Regions from separate parts of the Zea mays genome. Here region 2 is linked to region 1. A link is a contact called in public Hi-C data. All regions are on one chromosome and are shown on one strand. The core of a region is the stretch at or near the end of the contact, and the rest is flanking DNA. Distances in the headings are between cores, read along the strand shown. Region 1 holds the start of LOC542280 (embryo specific protein 5). Region 2 holds the start of LOC100282524 (ran-binding protein 1).

Evidence for each region. Hi-C and Micro-C count contacts between places; a contact is called where the count stands out from the background.
Region 2: a Hi-C map of ear shows a contact between it and region 1, with 3 times the contacts expected there. The contact joins the promoter of LOC100282524 here to the promoter of LOC542280 in region 1. A contact is called at or near these places in 9 of 25 Hi-C or Micro-C datasets (bundle sheath, ear, leaf and 2 more) and 1 of 3 datasets of contacts at active chromatin or transcription factors (leaf).

What each region holds. Positions count from the first base shown.
Region 1 is chr6:151,444,615-151,448,405 of Zm-B73-REFERENCE-NAM-5.0, reverse strand. It overlaps LOC542280 (embryo specific protein 5), which reads left to right and starts at 1,581. Exons shown (of 2, transcript NM_001111879.3): 1 at 1,581-1,817; 2 at 1,960-2,573. The coding sequence starts at 1,700. The coding sequence ends at 2,183. LOC100274372 (Chlorophyll synthase chloroplastic) reads right to left here. Exons shown (of 15, transcript NM_001148732.1): 15 at 3,755-3,791.
Region 2 is chr6:151,633,304-151,637,053 of Zm-B73-REFERENCE-NAM-5.0, reverse strand. LOC100282524 (ran-binding protein 1) reads right to left here and starts at 2,172. Exons shown (of 4, transcript NM_001155432.2): 1 at 1,816-2,172; 2 at 1,573-1,724; 3 at 1,349-1,474. The coding sequence starts at 1,991.

The DNA.
Region 1 (3,791 bases), core at 332-2,831:
TGAGGTAGTTTTGACCATGCGGGGCCAACACCTCGAATTCACGGCTCACAATACCAGTCATCTACATGTGATAAATTTTATAGTTAGATTACTTCTTGTAATCATTTCAGAGGATGAAAAAAAAATCGCAAGAAAGCAAATATTTTAAATGAATGATGCAATATACAAATTTAATTACACAATTATGTAAGATTACATTGTTTAGTTTCATAGAAATCAATTTCTAGAGTCATAATAATGCCTAAATTAAAATTCTATTCTATTTTTCCTTAAGAAAAAAAAACAGCCCATTAAGGACCATTAGAATGCGCGCTGCTCCATTTTTTTTATATATAGAGATATGAGTTGTTGCTCACTAGGCCACTCCACCTTGCATGCGTGTTCTTTATTACATGAAAAAATGAGCCGCTGCTTTTGCATTAAGGGCCTAGAGATGTACGAGTGCAACGCTTCGTATTCACTGCACGAGTAATTTTTTTTTAATGCACGGAGGCGCTTTGTATTCCTCAGCAGCTCTGCGCGCCCGTGCTTCGTGTACGGCAGTGACGAGGCAGCAGCAGCTCTACGTGCCCACGTGCCTGGCTGCCTGCCCACCGTGATGGCAAGGCTTGCTTGCTTGCGTGCCTGCGTGTGGCAGCGACGAGGTTGAAGCTACGGCGGTGGCTGCTTGCCTGCGCGCGTGCTAGCACGGCGACGACGTCGACGCTGATGCTAGCGTTGCTACTTTTGTTTTTGTTTTCTCTGTGCTTGCGATGATGCAGTAAAATAAACGTGTGTATCTCATGTGATTGATCGACGTGTGTCGGCGATTTCAAATCAGTAACAATCACATGTGCATCCCCATCGACTTCGTGTCGGCGATAAATCTGCTAGGGATTTGTGCTTTTCATGTATGTGCTTGAATAGAGAGGAAAGAATAATATTACATAAAATATGAGTTCAACATCTTTCTTAATACCTTTTGCTCGATCTCCTTAGTAGAGCCACGTGCGTGATAACGTGTTAAGAACCCCTTGCTACCGAGTGTAGTCCAAGGGCTGCTTAACTGAATAATAGTAGAACACAAGGAGACAAGAGTGTAGAGAGGAACTGATTCTTTGTTACTATATGGTGCTGCTCTCCAAAGGTTACATGATATGGGGATCTTCTCTCTATTTATAGACAAAACTAGGGTTTCAGGCATATGGGCCACATAGGCCTTCCTGGCCCAAGAAAGGTTTCTTAACACTACCATCTTCCAGGCGCGGTCGTGCGTGCTTCAACTCCTTCCCTCCGCCTCCAGAGCGGATAAATAAATACGGGGTCTACGGTGCACGCGCACGCATGGTGCGCCGAGGGGCATCTCTGCCCGGGGAATGCGCGCAGGCCATCGCTCGACACGCACGTACGTGTCGCCCCCGCGAGGCCTCCTCGCACACGCGTCGCGCCGCACGGGCGCCGAGGGACCTTGCAATTCGTCCGCGTCGGTGCACACGTCCCTGGCCCGGCTTGCCGGCTTTGCCCTGGCCTCGCGCGCGACGTGCCGCGTCTCCCCACCGGACGGCTATAAAAAGGCGGCGCCACCTGATCCTCCATCTCACACAAGCAAAGCAGCAGCAACAGCCAACACCTAAACTAAAGAACAGTAGTAGTCCCTGTGTACGTCTAGCAACGATCCGCACCGAGCTCGCCAGTTTTGCTCGTTAGTTTGGGGACGGCGATGGCGTCCGGTCAGGAAAGCAGGGAGGAGCTGGCGCGCATGGCCGAGGAGGGGCAGACCGTCGTCCCCGGCGGCACCGGCGGCAAGACCCTCGAGGCGCAGGAGCACCTCGCCGAAGGTTTGTATCCTACGGCCGGCCGGCCTTGTGATCCTCTTATCTTCCTTTCACTTGTGTGTGCTATAAACCCACTACTACTGCGCGTAAGTAGCCAAGAAGAACTGATCATCAATTAAACGATTGTGTTGGTCTGTTCGTGCAGGGCGCAGTCACGGCGGGCAGACCCGGAGTGAGCAGCTGGGCCATGAGGGGTACAGCGAGATGGGCAGCAAGGGCGGGCAGACCCGCAAAGAGCAGCTGGGCCACGAAGGGTACAGCGAGATGGGGAGGAAGGGCGGCCTGAGCACCATGCAGGAGTCCGGCGGCGAGCGCGCCGCCCGGGAGGGCATCGAGATCGACGAGTCCAAGTTCAGGACCAAGTCCTAGATCTGATGCGTGCCCCCGCTTAGCATGTAGTACGTAGCTGCAGGAATGTAGTGTCGTCGTAGTAGTAGGGTAGTCGTACGACGTGCCGCTCCTCGTTTGGCACGTGTGCCCTGAATAATGTAGTGCTGTCAGTCGTCGTCCTAGCACGCGTGTAGGAGACCATACGTGCGCGTATGATCATGCGTGCTTCGCTTCAGTTAGGTTCTGATGTTGGTCGTCGTCACCGTGTTTGAAGCAGGCAGGTCTCTTCAGGCTTTGTCGTCGTAGCAGCCTGTGTTCTAGCTCTACGACCCCATACTCATAGCGTGTGGTGGTGGGTCGTGATGCCTTAAGGTCTCCGAGTTTGTATCCGTGCTTGTTTCGTTAAGGTAGTTTGGTTCATAACTCAAATCTTCTCTCACTTATGTTCGACTACATTTTGTTTGGAGTCTCTCCGTTCATATACAAGAAAGGGAAGGATGTAGCTAGCTAGCTATTCTGCCACAAGAGAGAAACCAGAACGGAACGGAAACATATAACAGTAGCACCTCATGTGGCAGAATTGTTGGTTTTATGCCTGCTGCCTCAATTTTACGGCTTCACTGAGTTTGGACATTCATCTTTCTATCGACGAGAATGCCTAATCAAACTAGCTAGGACTCAATAAACTGCAATCTTTACTAGCACATAGGGGTCTGTTCTGGCTCGGGAAAAACTAACCAAACTTTAAGGACTGGTTTGAGAATCCCAATTTTCCAAAAACTACCCAAAACTCTTTAAGCTCTTTAAAACTAGTTTGGAACCTCAATTTTCCCTTAATTTTCTAAGGAATTTCTATTTTTTATAGAAAAATGAACTAATTTTCATTGGAAAAATATAAATCTCTTATAAAATTGGGCCCTTATAAAATTAGGGTTCCCAAACTAGCCCAGAAGGAACTATCACATTAAAAACTACCTAGCTCTAAAAAAAACTACCACATTAATAAAGTTTTGGACAGCTAAATACTAGTAGTTGCCTCATTAATTAGGGTATGTTTGATAGCTCTAACACTAAAAAAACCAATTGCCTCGTTAGCTCATTAGTCTGTTTGATAGCTCTTAACACTAAAAAGAGCTTGCCTCCCTCTGAAGATTGTCTGACTCCGAAAAACCGAAACTAAAATCTAAATAAAAACCGAAAGATTGTCTAACTCAAAAAAAAATGAAAGATTGTCTAACTCTTAAAAAACTACGACAGTAGAGTCGGTTCGCACTAGTTCAGATCTACCTTAAAGCAACTCTAACTAGATCCCACTGATGTTGTGAAAACTGTTTGAGAGCTAATTAAAGCAGATGCCTTCGAGCAGCTCCAACTTAGATCTAGGATCCCGTGCAAATCCACCGTAGAGCAGCTCTAACTTGAATCTAACATCCCACTAGTGCTAAGAAAATGGTTTGAAAGAGCTTAAGCTCCATATATATATAATGGATCTAGTGCACCAGTCCAGTAGACAACTAATTGTTGTCGAACAACATACATGGTATCCACGTGCTAACAGACGAAAAATACAAATACTCGAGAACGAGGTGCAAATACTCAGAACGGAGGTTGTACAATCTTCCAGGGTTGATCATACAACAATACGGC
Region 2 (3,750 bases), core at 923-3,422, 190 kb before region 1:
ATTAATTGTGATTAATCATCCAAATCAGGCCTAGTGGTCCGATTTCTGGTCGGACAATTAATCGGATTAGGAACCTTAGCGACTAGGTTAGGAGATCCACAATTGGGCTTGTTAGGGAGGCAATCTGTTGGGCTGGAGACTTGGCTTTTAGGCCCAATAGGGTTAGGGGCATCCACAAATCAAGGATAACGATTTGAAATAACCAAGCGACTTGAAAACATTGATATGGCTGATCCATTTTACAATGTTGACCATGTGACATCTAGTTTGGGTAGTTTTCTTGTGAACTGCTCAGGAATCCACAGATCAAAGATAACGATTTACAGGGAAAATGAAAAAAAACTCTATGGAGTGTGCAGTAGAAACCTAAAATCAAGGCTTGTTTAAACTAGATGACGCAAACTTCACATAAGAAATTTCAGACAAAGAACCAGTAGAAAGGGGTACTATGCAAATATGCCACGAGCCCACGATGATGAATAAATTATGCAAACATGCCACAGATGCATGCGTAATAATATTTCTCTTTGAAATGAAGATAGTGGTACATCATATATACTACAGCGGTAGAATTGACAAGCTATCGGATTATTAGATCCCAAAGTTCGCAAAATCAATATCCAGTGCCAGTTCAGTCACCACGTGTATTAGAATTTACTATTTACAACACAAAACATCCACCACCTTATTATGCATAAAAGCCAACAAATCAAGCAACTCTCCTTTGTCAACACTCAACAACAATTAGTTCCGCAAAATCGCAGCCAAACAATGGATAGAAATAAATCCATATAAATGGCAATTTCGTTCATAAATGGTTTCTTTAGCATCACTCTGTCGAACAACCCTTGAACTGTTAAAAACACTTAAGCAACAAAACAAGGACCTTAAACTCTGGTAAACCTATTTGTTTGATCATTTTGCAGTAACGTAAAGAACAAGCCAACTAGTAGTTCCAAGGAGCCTATAATCAGATTGTCAGCTTAACAACCAGGCAGGCTTGCTTTTGGTTTTGGTCCGAGGCCTCCCAGGCAGCAATCTCAACCCCCAAAAAAGATGCAAAATCTATATATTTAGTTAAAATTTCACAATATATGCATCCATATAACAAATCTTTATGCACCCACAAAGGCAAGTGCACCTCCTTCAGATTTACTCTAGCTTCGCCACTGCCAGGCCTCCAGGATTGGACGCCTGAAATTCATGCCTGGGCTAGGCAGCTTTGCCTCCGCTCAAACCAAATAGGCCATTAAGACTTCATTTTAGAACACTGAGATTACGAAGTTGAACCATCTAGTATCAAACATATAGTTGGGGCATAACAGGTTAAACGAGGTAGAGAACTCACTTTCTACCGAACCAAACCTGATGGCAAACATCTCCTCCTTGAGTTCGCCATCCGCAAAGTCAGAAGCGTGCCAGACGCACGATTTGTCGCTGCCGGCATGTTCCTGCATTCTCGTGGTGGGGGCCACTGCATACGCAGCGCGGCATCAGTATCCTACTCTTTGGGATCAAACAAAAGCTATATACAAATTGTGGCGGCGAATTTCAAATCGAAAGAAAGGGTACCGAGGTGGTTCGCGCATATCTTAAGCGTCTTGGCCTGGCGCATGACCAGTCGGACCTTGCCGGTCTCCTTGTTCTTGAGAAGCTTGACGGTGCCCGTGCCCCGTTCCTTCCATTGGTTCCCGTCTTTATCAAACCGGTACAGCTTCGCCTTCCTGCAAAACCCAAATCAGCATCAAATCAAGCGGGGAAGAGCAACCGCACGCGGCGATGAGCAAGGAAGTGGGGAAGGGGGCAGCGCCTCACATGTCGAGCAGGACGTCCTCGTCCTCCTCACCGGTGGTGACGAGTACCTCCTCAAGCCGCACGATGGGGGCCACCTGGGCACCCGTGTCCTCTTCCTCCCCCGCGGCGGCCGCGGCGGAGGCGTCCTCCTCCTCAGACGCCTCGGATCGCTCCACGACAGGCTCCTTGTCCGCCATAAGGTGGGTGATCGCGGCGCGATTCAGTTCGAAGAGGACGCGACGGCGGGGAAGGGATGAGAGACGAGTAGGTGTTTTCCAGAAGCTTTGGGAATTGGAGCAGGGCTGGCTGCGCCTGCGTGCTAGGGTTTTCGTGCGCGGAGAGGAGACGTGACCAGCGAGGATAGGCCCACTTTCAGAGAGTGGGACCCGCGGCAGCGTGCCTTCTGTCAAACACGCGACTCGAACTTCCGTTTGCAAAGCATCGTCGTCGGGTTCTTTCACTTGTTTGCTTTTCCCCGAAAAATCATGTTACGTTTTTAATCCAAATAAAGTAACGGTAGTTATTCAGTGATATTGTTAACCTCGTGAACCCAGAAACCGAATAAAACCAGACTTTTTATCTTTTTATATAAAGTTAGCTTTTTTGAGCTTTTAGCATTTTAGAAGTAAAAATGATAACCTAGTTGTCTATTTGAGTTTATGACTAAGGATACGTTTAATTCCATTGTTATATTTTAGTCACTGTATCAAATGTTTGGATTTTAGTTAGAAATATTAATTCTCACGCTCGACATGTTTGGTAAATCGTCTAATGTCATGTCCAATGACCAATGTCTTCCTTGAGCTCCCATTCTAGACATCGTTGTTTTTGTATCGTGTCAATCAGACATTAAGTTCTACATGTTGTTCGCTTCGAATTTAAGTCAATTGTTCGGACTACTACAACTATAATCTATATAGACAAAACAATATAGAAACAGTAGAAGATCAAACGAACAGGTTGCTAGACTTTCGCTACTCACAGGCTCGGCTGGCCCCGGCACACATGTGAATCTAGTGGGACTAGATGACTAGCACACAGCCACGTCGAACTCGTATTTGTTGTCACCAATTTGATTTCTTCGTTTCGATGGTAATTAAATCCCATTTGCCCTTTGATCTTTGATATGGTTATTGTAAGTGCAATCAACCCTAATTGAGGGTTTTAGTGATTAATGACAAAACAAACTGAAATTCTAACAAGTTTGCTCCTAGCATGTACACAGTAACTCTACAGACAGGAGAAGCACAGATCTTACGAGCATAAAAGTATAAAGCACAGCGGATTTAAAATTCCACATCAAATGGCGTGCTCCAAGTGCTTAGAAACAACGGCGGTGCTAAATTTATAATTCTTGAGTCATAGAAATCGTCGTGCAATTAAGAGGGATCCGCGACGGTTAAGTAAGTTGTGCAATGAGCCAAGTTCAAAATCTTTTGAAAACATCTTAGAGAACATTTTTCCAGATCATGAATGCCCTTGAGAAAAACAAATTTTACTTCCCACAAAGACTCCACTTTTGTTCTCTTTAAAATACTCAAAATTTGGTTTCAGCCCCCAAAACCGGTTCAACCGGTTTTGGTACTGTTCACCTGCCACCTCTGCTCTGGCCTGTCTGACAGTCAGAGCTGTCAGAAAAGTCGCAACAGATATTTTTCTAAAATCGGTTGAGCCGAAATTTTTCCTTACTCAGCCGGTTTTGAAACCGGTTGAGTCTCCGGCTGAGTAGCTCAGTGGACCGGGATCCCCCTGGTAGAAACCGGTTCAACCGGTCTGAAAACCGGTTCAACCGGTTTTTACTTCTTTTCTCCCAACGGCCGTCAGCTTTTGGGGGATCCTTTATATACCCCCTCACACTCTCTCTCTCATTTACTCCTGCCTCTCCCACAAATTCTTGGCTGACCAACCTTCAAACAAGCGCATTTATTTCACCTTTCACACCCGCAATCGCATCTC